Linked DNA regions of Mus musculus: region 2 is linked to region 1. A link is a contact called in public HiChIP or PLAC-seq data. All regions are on one chromosome and are shown on one strand. The core of a region is the stretch at or near the end of the contact, and the rest is flanking DNA. Distances in the headings are between cores, read along the strand shown. Region 1 overlaps Ppp3cc (protein phosphatase 3, catalytic subunit, gamma isoform). Region 2 overlaps Piwil2 (piwi-like RNA-mediated gene silencing 2).

The links. HiChIP or PLAC-seq counts read pairs in DNA pulled down with a chosen protein or histone mark.
Region 2: a BATF HiChIP or PLAC-seq map of CD8 T cells shows a contact between it and region 1, with 11 read pairs. The contact joins two enhancer-like sites. A contact is called at or near these places in 1 of 484 Hi-C or Micro-C datasets (nephron progenitors) and 1 of 115 datasets of contacts at active chromatin or transcription factors (CD8 T cells).

The regions. Positions count from the first base shown.
Region 1 is chr14:70,267,959-70,274,298 of GRCm38.p6, forward strand. All of the region lies in intron 1 of Ppp3cc (protein phosphatase 3, catalytic subunit, gamma isoform), which reads right to left. Among named protein-coding and RNA genes, the nearest start is that of Ppp3cc, 18 kb to the right of the region's middle. Within about 2 kb of position 3,628, at least 22 of the 459 cell types and tissues checked have an H3K27ac peak or open chromatin away from gene starts, as enhancers often do. A contact at or near this core is called in CD8 T cells, where this site is marked.
Region 2 is chr14:70,368,519-70,374,858 of GRCm38.p6, forward strand. It overlaps Piwil2 (piwi-like RNA-mediated gene silencing 2), which reads right to left. Exons shown (of 23, transcript NM_021308.2): 23 at 3,959-5,918. The coding sequence ends at 5,762. Among named protein-coding and RNA genes, the nearest start is that of Slc39a14, 20 kb to the left of the region's middle. Within about 2 kb of position 2,548, at least 47 of the 459 cell types and tissues checked have an H3K27ac peak or open chromatin away from gene starts, as enhancers often do. A contact at or near this core is called in CD8 T cells, where this site is marked.

The DNA.
Region 1 (6,340 bases), core at 2,378-4,877:
AGATAGTGGAAGGCCAAACTGGACAACATAGGACCCTGAAGCCATTAATATCCACTTCAATGCTTGACCTCTCATAACTTTCAACTATGAGGCAAAACCTTTGAAATGAATTAATTTAGCAGGCTGCTAGATTCCACCAACCCCAAAGCTAAGAATCTCATTCATATAGCATCTAAGACTTATTAACTTTGTTGTAACCTGCTAACTCAATATCTTCCTTTTTTTTTTTTTTTTTTTTTTTCGAGACAGGGTTTTTCTGGATAGCCCTGGCTGTCCTGGAACTCACTCTGTAGACCAGGCTGGCCTTGAACTCAGGAAATCCGCCTGCCTCTGCCTCCCAAGTGCTAGGATTAAAGGCGTGCGCCACCACTGCCTGGCTCCATATCTTGATCCTCCTGCAACTATAAAAAGTCCACATAACCTCTTTCATGCTGTAACGTTATTGGAGTGTAGAGTTATTCATCTCGGCAATCTGAAGACTTTAAAAACACCCAGAAAGACAGACCTTTCAGTATGTCTGTGAAGGTGCTTCCAGAGGGGCTTTACTGAGGGGATAAAACCTATTCTCAAAGTCAGTGGGCACGCTCCAACAGGAAATCCAGAATAAAGGGGTCCAAGGGAAAGGTAGTGTGCACCTGCGGCCTCCCTCGTGACTTCTCAGCAGGGGCATCTTTTGCTACTTCAGCTTCCTAGCACTGCCTCTTCTCGGGTGCTCCAGGCCTCAGTGCCAGATTGGTACTGTGTAAAGCATCTAGCTTCATGGACAGAGCAACTAGTGGGTTCTCGGCTCTCCACCATACAGATGGCCACCACTGGGCCCTGTTACATGTGTCAACCTAATACATCTCCTTTTATAACAGAAATATGCACATTTATTGGTTTGCTTCTTCTATAAAACCCTGACTATATGAAAATTGGTACTGAGAAGTGGGGCTATTACCCTGACTATTTCTCTACTGTATGAGATTAGCATCACTAAAGAACAACCTTCCATTTGTACTGGGCCAACAGGAAATGGACTCAATAGCCCCAGTTTATTAAAGTAGAAAATCTTTTGAAAGAAGGGGTTGAAGAAAGAATGCAGCTGAAGGGGTTCCACACTCAAAAATCAACCACCTAGAGAAAGTGTTTCCCAGTTCAGATACAACGGGCACAGAGGCTACGATATCTGCAGGAGAGACCCAAGCTTTATCTTGAGTTGCCAGAACAACTGTCCACGTGGTGATGGTTTTACAGCTAAGCAAAGTTCAAGAGTGAGGGGATCGTGTGGGCTGGCACCCAGGGCCACAGCAGCTGGAGCCACTCTTGCTTTCCTACCATGATATACTACAGCCTCAACCTAGGAGCCAAAACAAACCATTCCTTCTTCAGTTGCTATTTGTCAAATGTCAGGTCACAGCAAAGACCATGGTCACTCATATTTGGCTCTTATTTCCTTTGAAGTGAGAGATGTGTTTTAACATAAGAAAATGATGATGATGATGTAGTAAAAGATCTATATTTAAATAGAAAGCTGAAGTGCAAGGTTTTTGTAGGAGTTTAGGACACAATCCCTGACCTGAAGGTTCACAATAGACTAGGTTTGACCACCTGTCTCCAAAGTCAATTGAAGAGACAGATCAAGGCTGAACTAGGAAGTACAGAAATGTCTGGTAACCTAAGATCTGCTTTTGAGTTTCTGGAAGGAACTCTGAGTCTTAGAGAAATGAGGAGAAGGGATGGTGTTGCACAGCTGGTGTGTTTGCCTGACTGATAAACAGCTAACCTTGACTAGAATGGTCGAGTTGACCATTATTTTGGTTGATCCTGCAAGGTCCTGCTGGCTACATAAGAGTCTTTACTGCTTGAGGAGGGTGATAGAATTCTCATCAAGAGATTACTTTTGCATAAGGAATCTGCCTTAGTTTCCTTCATGGGATAATTGCTCCTCCTTGGCAGAGTAGTAACATCACTGTGTGATCTGCCTACAAAATTCTGGAACTTAAAAAAAGTACCTTAGATTCCCGTGTCTTCGTTCTTGTATTTTACAGAGAGGTTAGGCAAATTTAAGGCTAACAAATTTTATATAAGCAGTTTTTAGATGGACACTCCTTAAGTAATTAATATGTCTATGTGCACAGCTGAGCAGGAATCAGACCTGAAGTTTAACATAACAGAAGAGACAGACAAAATAAAGTCACAGATGCCAATGTTTTATTCAGCTTTTAGTTACTGTGCGCCTACAGTGACAAGTTGGTGCTTCTTAGGAAAACCAATCTTTTAAGTCCCTATAAGATCATAAAAGCAGTTAAGATTCATGAAGTGTATAGCATGATCCAAGAGGGCTGGCAGAGCATGCATGAGGGCTGGGGATTAAGTTTCAACATTTAAAGTTTAAAAAAGAAAATCCTGAGACAGAGACAGAGAAAATAAGAAGCCCAGAGACTGCCCTGAAGGCAGTAGGGAGGGGCTGGCAGCTTTAATACTGTGTGCTCAATCTGTACACTTCTTCTAGTTGTTCAAAATCAAACTGGTCTAAAGAGGAAGGTTTTAAGCCATCTAAAGCCATGATTTTAAACGTTACATAATGAGGGTGTCCTCCCTCACAGACCAGCTGAAGCGCTGTGGTACTGATATTTACACAGTTACAGTTATGGATCAGCTCACCTGGAACCTTCCTTTTTTTTTTTTTAAACTTGCTGACTGTTTTGGATTTTGGTAATGCTGGGGCTCTATCCAAGGCCTTGTTCCCTCTAGGAAGCCTCTGTTGATGAGCTATATTCCCCAGGCCTACAATTTGTTGTTGTTGTTGTTCTTAATCATCTTTATTTACATGTGTGTACACTGGGACCATTTTGACATTGGTTATAACAGAACTGATTGTTTTCTTTTGAAGACAGATCTTTTCTTTATGGAAAAAAATGTATCAGTTTATTTATTTTCTTTATTTTTTAAGGATTTATTTATTTATTATTTATATGAGTACACTGTAGCTATCTTCAGACACACACCAAAAAAGTGCATCGGATCCCATGACAGATAGTTGCGAGTCACCATGTGGCTCCTGGGAATTGAACTCAGGACCTCTGGAAGAACAGTCAGTGCTCTTAACCATTGAGCTATCTCTCCAGCCCCTTATTTTCTTACTATTAAGTAGACTATTTAAAATTTTTACTTATTGTTATAAGTTAATATTGCTACCAACATCCTTGGGTTGCTGTTGCTTTTGAGACAGCATCTCTATGCAGCCTAGGCCAGCCCTGAACGCTAGACAATCCTGTTTTAGCTTCCCAAGAGCTGAGGCTCTAGCATGACCACCCTCTGCTAAACTCCTTGTATATTTCTTTCCCACAATCTTTGATTTGTCACCCTGAACATAGTGACTTAAAACAATAATTATGTATAGGTTCTCTCATGTATAGACTCAGTACTATGAGCTCAGAGAAGACACAGCAGGACTGCTCCCCCACCATCCTCCCGCCTCCCCCCCCCCCCCCCAGCTCAGACAGCCCAGGGCAGTCTCATCTGATGAGAATACCTGTAGGTGGCCTTTCATGTGACTGAGTTCCAAGGACAAGCATCTTAGCCACACCACACCACTTCCAACTCAGACCATTCGAGCATCTCAAGCTTCCCAGGTTCAAGGGGAAGTAAAGGGGCTTCCCCCGTAGCCAAGAGTGGTGTACACCTGTGAGAGCTGGAGCCTCGCTGGCACTATGGCCATTTACTGGAAGTGAAAAGGCCGTCAGAGGTAGAGTGCTTGCTGGGTATAAGTGAAGCCCTAAATTTAATACCCAGTAATGTCTACCCCTATCTGAAAAAGGAGAGAAAACTAATACAGGCCCTTGACTAATCCTTCAAGTCAAAATGTTCTTTTTCCAGCTTTTCAATAATTACAAATACTTATTCTTTGGTTTGGTTTTGTTTGATCGGTTGGTGGTGGTTTGTTTTTCTGACTGTTTTTTGAGTAGAGTCTCCTGATATTATAGCCCTGGATGGCCTAAACTCAGAACACAGACCAAGCTAGTTTTAACATTGCATTGGTTTCCTTCTCTGCCTCCACAATCCAAGGTTACAGGCATGCTAGCCTACAGAGACACTCTTCTGTCACACTGAGCATGAAGTATAGCTCTACCATGAGATGAACCCCTTACCCCACAAATACACAAGAAACTCACACTGGCTGTCTTTTAAAATTAAAAGAGAGAGGCTGGAGAGATAACTCAATGGGTAAGAGTGTTGGCTGCTTCCCTAGGGGACCTGGGTTCAATTCCCAGCACCCACATGGCTCCTCACAACTGTCTGTAGCTCTAGCTCCAGGGGACCCACTGCACTAGGCATGCATGTGGTGCACTGAGTATTGTGCATCCATTCAGGCAAAATACTTATACTCATAAAATAAAATACATCTTTAAGGGCTGGAGAGGTGGCTCAAAGGTTAAGACCACTGGCTGCTCTTCAGAGGAAATGGGTTCAATTCCCAGAACTCACATAGCACCTCGAAACTATCTGTAACCTCAGCTCCAGGGACCTGACACCCCATACATATGCAGGCAAAACACCAAAGCACATACAATGTAAATCATCAATTTTTTTTTCAAAAAATTAAAAGAGAAACCACAACTTGTCTGCACGATGATTCATAAAACAAAGTGAGCACAGCAACCCACAACACACATCACAGATGATTAAAACCCAAAGCAAAGCCTTCAGCTTCATGTCTAAGACAAGACCCTCTAGCACATTAAGTCAACGGCAACTGTAAGCATTGGAGTCAACTTAACACTAGAGCGTTGCAATGTCTAACAACTCTGTTTACACACTCTCCTGGTGCTGGCCCAGATGGCAAATGTCTACCTAAAATCTGACAACTGTTATTATCCTAGCAGCAGTACATGATGAGTGCCTGCCTATAACTGCTTCCTTCTCAGACAATACCCACTTTCCTCTGAATCTCTCTGACTGTTGAAACATGTGAAATAAGTCTAACCTTTTTTTTCTTTTTTAAGAGTTTGAGAGAAAAATAACTGAGCAAGCAAAAAAAGTAAATCTCTTGTCTATCTTGTTCTCTTCCCTATGGGTCAAGATTCTAGAATGTCAAGAGGCTCCCACCCCCTCCTTTATTGTTAGTACTACAAAGACCTTTACCCTTGACCATCACTAAATACTAGAATTATCATTCAGACACTTGTAAAGGTAAACAATGAAAATCAAATTGCAAACAATTGTGGACTGGTAAGATGTCTCAGCAGGTAAAGGAGCTTCATGTTCCTGCTTGGTGACCAGAGCTCTATCTCAGGAATATACTTGAAGGTGGAAGAGCCCCGCCTTCACACAGTTGTCCTCTGACTTCCACATGAATGTCCCACACCCATGCATGCATACATAAAGCATGCACACATGTACATACACATGCATGCCCCACACGTCATGCACCCGAGTGTGCCCATGCATATACACACACACACCATGCAAACATCCCCACACATCATGAGCACACACGCGTAATATTTTTCCCTAAACAAAACAAGCAGATGAACAAATAAAAAGGAAGATCCAAACTGATTATGACATATATGGAACATTATTTCAAACTAAATACAAATTCTGTCTGGGATAACCCAGTGTGTCATCTCCAGATCCCTCAATGCCACTGTGTTGCTTCTGTCAACCAGATGGCAGAACAAATCACCATCCAGGAAATAGGCCAGTGCTTGAGGTCAACATATCTATCACAAATGGCTTGATAAGCATTTACAACCTATTAAAATCTCGTTGGTTTACCTCCCTTAAGTGGTAAATACCCTGGTTTAACTAAAGAATGATCAGAGGTGGAGACAGAGAAAGAAAACAGAAGCCACAAACCACTGACTTGCAAGCAGAGAAACTGAACCAAAGCAAACACCACTGTACAGTCCAGGTCACCCAAGCTCAAGCACTGTTTTTTGAGGGCCACAGACACTCAGTATCCCAGTCCAAAAACTGATCTACAACTTCAAGGGAGCCTGTGCAGAATAACAGCAAAACCATTCAAATGAGAATTGAGCCACCCTTGAGCAGACTACTAACCTGACTTCAGCTCCTTTATACCTTCTGCAGACTTTCTGACTCCTCTCAACATGCTCACAGCTTTTAGGGGGTGAAAATACTTTCTACAATAAGCTAAATAAATAAAGTTTATTTTTCACTATACCATGTTCCTGGTGTTCTTCAGTGGTGGGCTTTATATTTTAAGGAAGCAATTGATGAAAGGGATATGAATTTTGCTAAATACCTTTTAAAATTATATAATATAGTCATTATTAAGTCAATATTACATTACTTTAGACTTGTGTTTCACTCTATTGTAAGCTTGTCAATG
Region 2 (6,340 bases), core at 1,298-3,797, 99 kb after region 1:
TGAAGGCTGTTAGTGGAAGACTGACTTCCAGGAAGCTAGGATGAGGGTCTTAAAGCCCATGCCCACAGTGGGCCACACTTTCTAATAGTGCCACTCCCTTTGCCTAGCATATACAAACCATCACACACACTAAGTACGTGCCTGGTGCCCAAGGAGGCCAGAGAGGATGTTGAATCCTTTGGGACTGGAGTAATAGGTAGTTGTAAGTCACTGTGTAGGTGCTGGGAATTAAACCCAGGTCCTTTCCAAGAGCAACAAGTGCTCTTAACCATTGAGCCATCCCTCTAGATCCCCTAGATCCCTCAGTTTAAATCAGAGCTTTGTTTCTTAGCCCTATTTATTTGGAACTCTCTAGATCAGACTAGCAATAAACTTGATCCACTTGCTTCTGTCTCCTGTGTGCTCAGATCTTTAGGAATTGTGTGTGCTTATGTGTGTGCAGATGCACACACCTGTGTGTGGATGAGGAGACCAGGAGGGGGCGCAGGTGGCCAATGCCACTGTCCATCCATCCCTTTCCTCTGAACTAGGGACTTGTACTTTCTTGGCTAGGCTGGATTCCACAAGCCCCACAGGCCCTTCTGCCATTACCCCCACTAGCTGGAGTTAAAGTGTGTATAGGATACTCAGCTTATTCTCTGGTGCTGGGATACAAATTCTAATAATTAATAATTACACAGCAAGCATTCTCAACTGCTGAGCCAGATCTCCAGTCCTTCAGAGCATCTTATTCTTCCTCCCTCCCTCCCTCCCTTCCATCTCTCCTTCCCCTACCCCCTTAGGCAGGGTCTCACTGAATAGCTCTGGCTGGCCTAGAACTGGACATGTAGGCCAGGCTAGGTTTAAACTCCTAGGTTCTACCTGCCTTTTCCTCCTAAAGGCATATAGCCATACTATCCAGCCTCAAAGCTCTTAGAAACAAAACCATATTTGGAAGGCTAAATCTCAGTCAGAAATAAAACTTCTTTTCCCTGCTTTGGATTCTGTTTCCAAAATGTTTTTCTTTTCCAGAATGTTCTATGTGGGAGCCACCTATATGACATAACCTGTTCACATCGGCTGCTTATGATGCATCATTACTTTTTGGTTATTTTGAAGTAAGGTCTCTTATAGCTCAGGCCCGGAAACCCCTTGTGTAACTAAGGTCATAACCTTTGACTGATCCTTCTGCCTCTACCTCTGAGCACTGGGATTATAAACATGTGAGTTTTTAAAGATTTGGGAGCATAAAGAAACTGGGGAATTGAACTCAGAGCTCCACAGATGCTACAGGGCTTTATCATTGAACTATGCTTCCAGCCTCTTATTGTTACTGTAGTGTGTGTGTGTGTGTGTGTGTGTGTGTGTGTGTGTCTCGTGTGTATATGGATGTTTTGCCCATGTCTGCATACCATGTGCTTGCTTAGTACCCACGGAGGCCAGAAGAAGGCATCAGATCCTCTGAAACTAGAGTTACAGATTGTAGTGAGTTACCATGTGTGTGCAGGAATTGAACCCAAGTCTTCTAGGAGACCATTGGTACTCTTAACCACTGAGCTTTGTAGACCAGGTTAGCCTCAAATTCACAAGGCCTGTCTACCTCTATTTCCAGAGTGCTCAGATTAATGGCTACTATTCCTTTTTGACAATTCTATGTGTATTTTGGGTAATAGTATTTTCTTCAATTCTGTGGCTTTTGTTTCTCTTTCCTTCTTTTCTTCTTTCTTTTCTTTTCTTCCTTCCTTCCTTCTTCTTTCTCTCTTTTTTTCCCCCTCTATGTAGCCCTGGCTGTCCTGGAACCCACTCTGTAGACCAGGCTGGCCTCGAATTCAGAAATCTGCCTGCCTCTGCCTCCCAAGTGCTGGGATTAAAGGCATATGCCACCACTGCCTGGCTGTTCTTTGGCTTTTCTTATACTCTCTTGATTTTAGAAAGAACAAAAACAAAAACCAAAAAACAAATCCATGGCAGAAAAAGTTACTAAAGAGCTCAGATAAAACTAAGCTTATTTTCAAAAATGATAAACAGGGTCTTTTCAAGCCCAGGTCTCTGTGAATCCCAGGCTTCAACCCTGGGATTTCAAAAATGTTTTTTGATAAAAGAGCAAGTCATCCCTAGACTGTTCTTTTTCACTTCATTCAACAAAATGCTGCTGGAGTAAAGCCAACACAGCAAGTGTAAGGTACTTCCTGGATTGAGATCAAGAACTTCCTCATTTAAGAAGGGAGGAAAAACCGGGCGGGCGCGGTGGCCTAGACCTTTAATCCTAACATTCAAGCAGCAGAGGCAGGCAGGTCTCTGACTGACTTTTGAGGCCAGCCTACTCTACAGAGTGAGTTTCAGGACAGCCAGAGCTACACAGAGAAACTGTTTTACTTTGGATTTTATTGTTATGAAGAGACACCAAGACCAAGGCACTCTTATAAAGGAAAACATTTAACTGGGGCTGGCTTACAGTTTCAGAGCTTTAGCCATCATGGTGGGAAGCATGGCAGCCTCTAGGCAGACATGGTGCTGTTAGAACTGGGAGTTCTACAGCTTGATCAGCAGGCAGCAGATCTTTTGAAACCAGAGTTACAGATTGTAGTGAGTCACCATGTGTGTGCTCATAACTGAACCCAAGCCCACCTCCACAGTGACACACTTCTTCCCACAAGGCCACACCTCCTTCAGTAAGGACACCTCCTAATAGTGCTACTCCCTGTGGCCAAGCATACAGACACATGAGTCTACGGGGGTCATTCCTATTCAAACCACCACAAAAACCTTGTCTCAAAAAACCAAGGGGAAGGGGACAAAACAAGACCTCTAAAACATAGAGTTTCTTTAACAAATGTAAAGAAATGCAGGGTTGTAAAGGCATGTGGTTGGAAGTGATAAAAACAATGAGGCAGGTTACTGTCACTGGGCCAATGGTTACAGACACACCAGAAAGTGTACTTAACAGGGACATTTATTTGGGGGTTTGTGTGTGTGTGTGTGTTCCTGGAACTCATATCATCAGGCTAGGGGCATAGTTCCTTCATCCAGCAAGCCATCTTACTGGTGTGCTTTTTTTTTTTTTGAGATAGGGTCTCATGTCTGAAGCCTGGCCTCAAACTCAATATATAGTCAAAGGTGACCGAGAACTTCTTATCCTCCTGACTCTGCCTCCCAAGTGTTGGACCTTGAGGCCTGACCTCTATCTCCCTGCCTCCCTACATATTATAAATGTAACTTAAAAAAAATTCTTAATGGTAGAGAGGTCACTTCTGGCGAAAGCTTACTGGTTCTTTCTTGAGCTAACAGTAACTGTTAAGAAAGACTGACAAAGGGAGAGATGTCTCAGCAGTCAAGAACACTGGCTGCTCTTCCAGAGGACCCAGGATCAATTTCTAGTACTCACATGGCAGCTTCTAGCTGCCTGTAACTCCAGTTTCAGAGAATCTGACACCTTCATTCAAGCATACATGCAGGCAAAACACCAGTGCACATGAAATAAAAATAAATAAATTGATTTTAAAAATAGAAAGAAAAACTAACAAGCCAGGTGGTGTTGGCATACAGCTTTGATTCCAGCACTTGGGAGGCAGAAGTAGGTGGACCTCTGAGTTTGAGGCCAGCCTGGTCTACATTCTACATAGTGAGTTCCAGGACAACTAGGGCTACACAAAGAAACCCTGCCTTGAAAAATCAATCAATCAATAAAATAAGTAAGTAATTATATTTATTTTTTTAGCACCCTGATGAAAATATACTAGTGGAGAGTATTCTCTTAGTAAGCTGGTGAGGGTTCTTATTTACCCAAAGCCCCAAATGATTCAAACACATTCACAAACTTAATGCATTGCTATGTAGGTCTCCCAGTTTGCTCAGGGTGAAATCACTTTGTTCCCAATGGTGCTGCCCCTGACACGCACAATAATAAAGGAATAACTCTAACTTTTGCTTCTCTTTGAAGGAAAAGCCACTTAATAAACAATATTCTCTCAGACACAACTATACACATACATTGTTTTTATTTTACACCACAGGGCCCAATTGTTTGGCCCTGAAACTGAAAAACAAGGCATAGAAAAACCAAGGCAGAGAAAGTACATTCTGGCATTATGGTCAAGTATCTGTTCTACCTAAAGAGAAAAGGAGTGCTAGGAACAGCAACTTCTACAGACAAATTCAAAAGACTTCCAGAGAAATCCAGAAAGTGGAACTTAAGACTCGTTTTTCAGTCTGTTCTGTTTAATTCTATGGCTTTTACATTTCAGGTCTCAGCCTGGCCTTGGTCATAGACTCCAAAAGCCATGGGTGTATTTGAGGACCCTAACCCTTATTCCTCGCCAACCTCTGGGTGCTATAGCAAACTAAAGGCTTCCCTGGACAATGTTGTCTTCGAGCCCAGGCTTGGCCTGTCTGAGTGAGGGCTGACACTGACTCCCACAGCCCCCGCTGCTCCTCAGGACTTCACACTGAGGCTCTCCTAGCACACTGTTATTTAAAATGACTATTTCTGCTCAGTCCCCTACCATCCATCCACCACACCAAAACATAAATAGATACATACACATTTGAAAAGGTTAAGTAAAATTAGCTTTTAGAGCCCAGTAAAGGGATGGCCCACTGAAGCCTGAAGAAACTTGAAGATTCTGAAACAGAAGGAAAAAAATAACACAGAAAACCAGTGCTTCCCCCAAATACTGAAGCCCAGAGGCCCTAGGAAAATTTCCTACATGTCTAGACTCAGGTGAGACTATCACATTTTTCCAAGCCAACTTTGGGAAGCCTGAAACTTTGGGATTTTGAAATTTTCCAAGCAACACCAGCCCACAGCTGGAAGAGACTCTTGCGTAATCTCATTTACAGACTTTTGCAGAAAAACTACACTCCACCCCAAATGTTCCTAGGTCTGCTGAATCCTTTCCATGTGTTCTAATTGAATTTATTCAAGATTAGTCACAAAGAACAAAAGTGTGTGCGTGCGCACATGCGTGTATCAGTCGGGCTGCAGGAAAGCAATCTGATGATGGTTGCAAATAACCAAAAGGACCAGAAAAGCAGCTCTAGCCAGACTCTCGGGAAGTCAGACTCACAGCCCTGGGTCAGGTGGGCACATACGCCCGACTGTACCCTACGCTGGTTTTTCTACATGTCTTTCACACATGTAGACAGCTGCACAGTAACTCTCCTTTAAGATGTCTGCAATGACTTCATGTCACTTCTGCCACCAGAAATAGGATGGTTCTGTAGGCATAACCTCTAGGAACTGATGCTCAGGCTGCCTTGGGGGCTATTTTTTCCTTGCTTGACTTATTTGGTAGGGGGATTTGACATGCTAAGAACATGTCATCACTGCCCTGTCCGAAGCTCCACGCTCGGCTGAGGAGAAGCAGCGCTGACGGCACACACTCCATGAAGGCAGCGGGCAGCCAGCGGCTACCTACAAACTTGCTTCCTTGACCCCAGGCTTTGGTTTTGTTGTGGGCTTTGAGGGGACAGTGGTTTGTTTTTGTTTTTTGAGACAGGGTCTCACTCTGTAATCTTGGCTAGCCTAGAACTCACCATGTAGTCTAGGCTGGCCTTGAACTAAAGATACTCCTGCTTCAGTCTCCCAAGTGCTGGGATAAAAGGCATGCACCACAACACCCTACTATGATATCAGGGTTAAAAGAAGAACAGAAATCTAATTCTACAAGGATGGAGAAAGAGAAAATGCAAACATAAAATTCCACTGCCATTTCTGTTGATTCTGTAAGGAGGAGCTGAGCTGAGTCCAGTTGCTCCTTGCAGCCGGTGTCCAAGTTCCCAGTTACAGGAAGAACAGGTTCCCACACAGCTGGATGGCTGGCTCATGATGCAAAATCTGTCCGGACAGGAAAGCTAGCTTGTGGGCATACTTGCAAGGAGCTGGAACTCGGATGGTACCAGGCCAATTCCAGTACATGTGGCATAGTTTGAAAGTCAACCTAAAGTTAAGAAGAAAATGTGTTATCACTTCTACCTCCACCTAGGGGTGGGAAGGATTTCACTCTCTTGGGGATACAACACAGCACTCCTACCAACAGACTGGGGGAGTCTGGGAAACCTACTGTTGTTTTTCAGGAATTGTTAGTTTTATAATTCTTTCTTTAGTTTGGTTTGGGGTACAGGTTCTCAACTATCTGGCTTATGCTGGCTAGTAACTCCACTAGCCCAGGTGGGCTTTGAGTTGCCAGTGATCTTCCTGCCTCAGCCTCTCAAGTGCTGGAACTGTAGGTGTGAGCCACTAGGTCTGTCCAAGAGAGAAACCATTATTTTTCATCTGGAGTTGTTTATATTTTCACATAAGCCAAAGGATGGGTAAAGTAAGTCAGCACAAGTGTGATGGTATCCAGAGGACCGAGTTTGG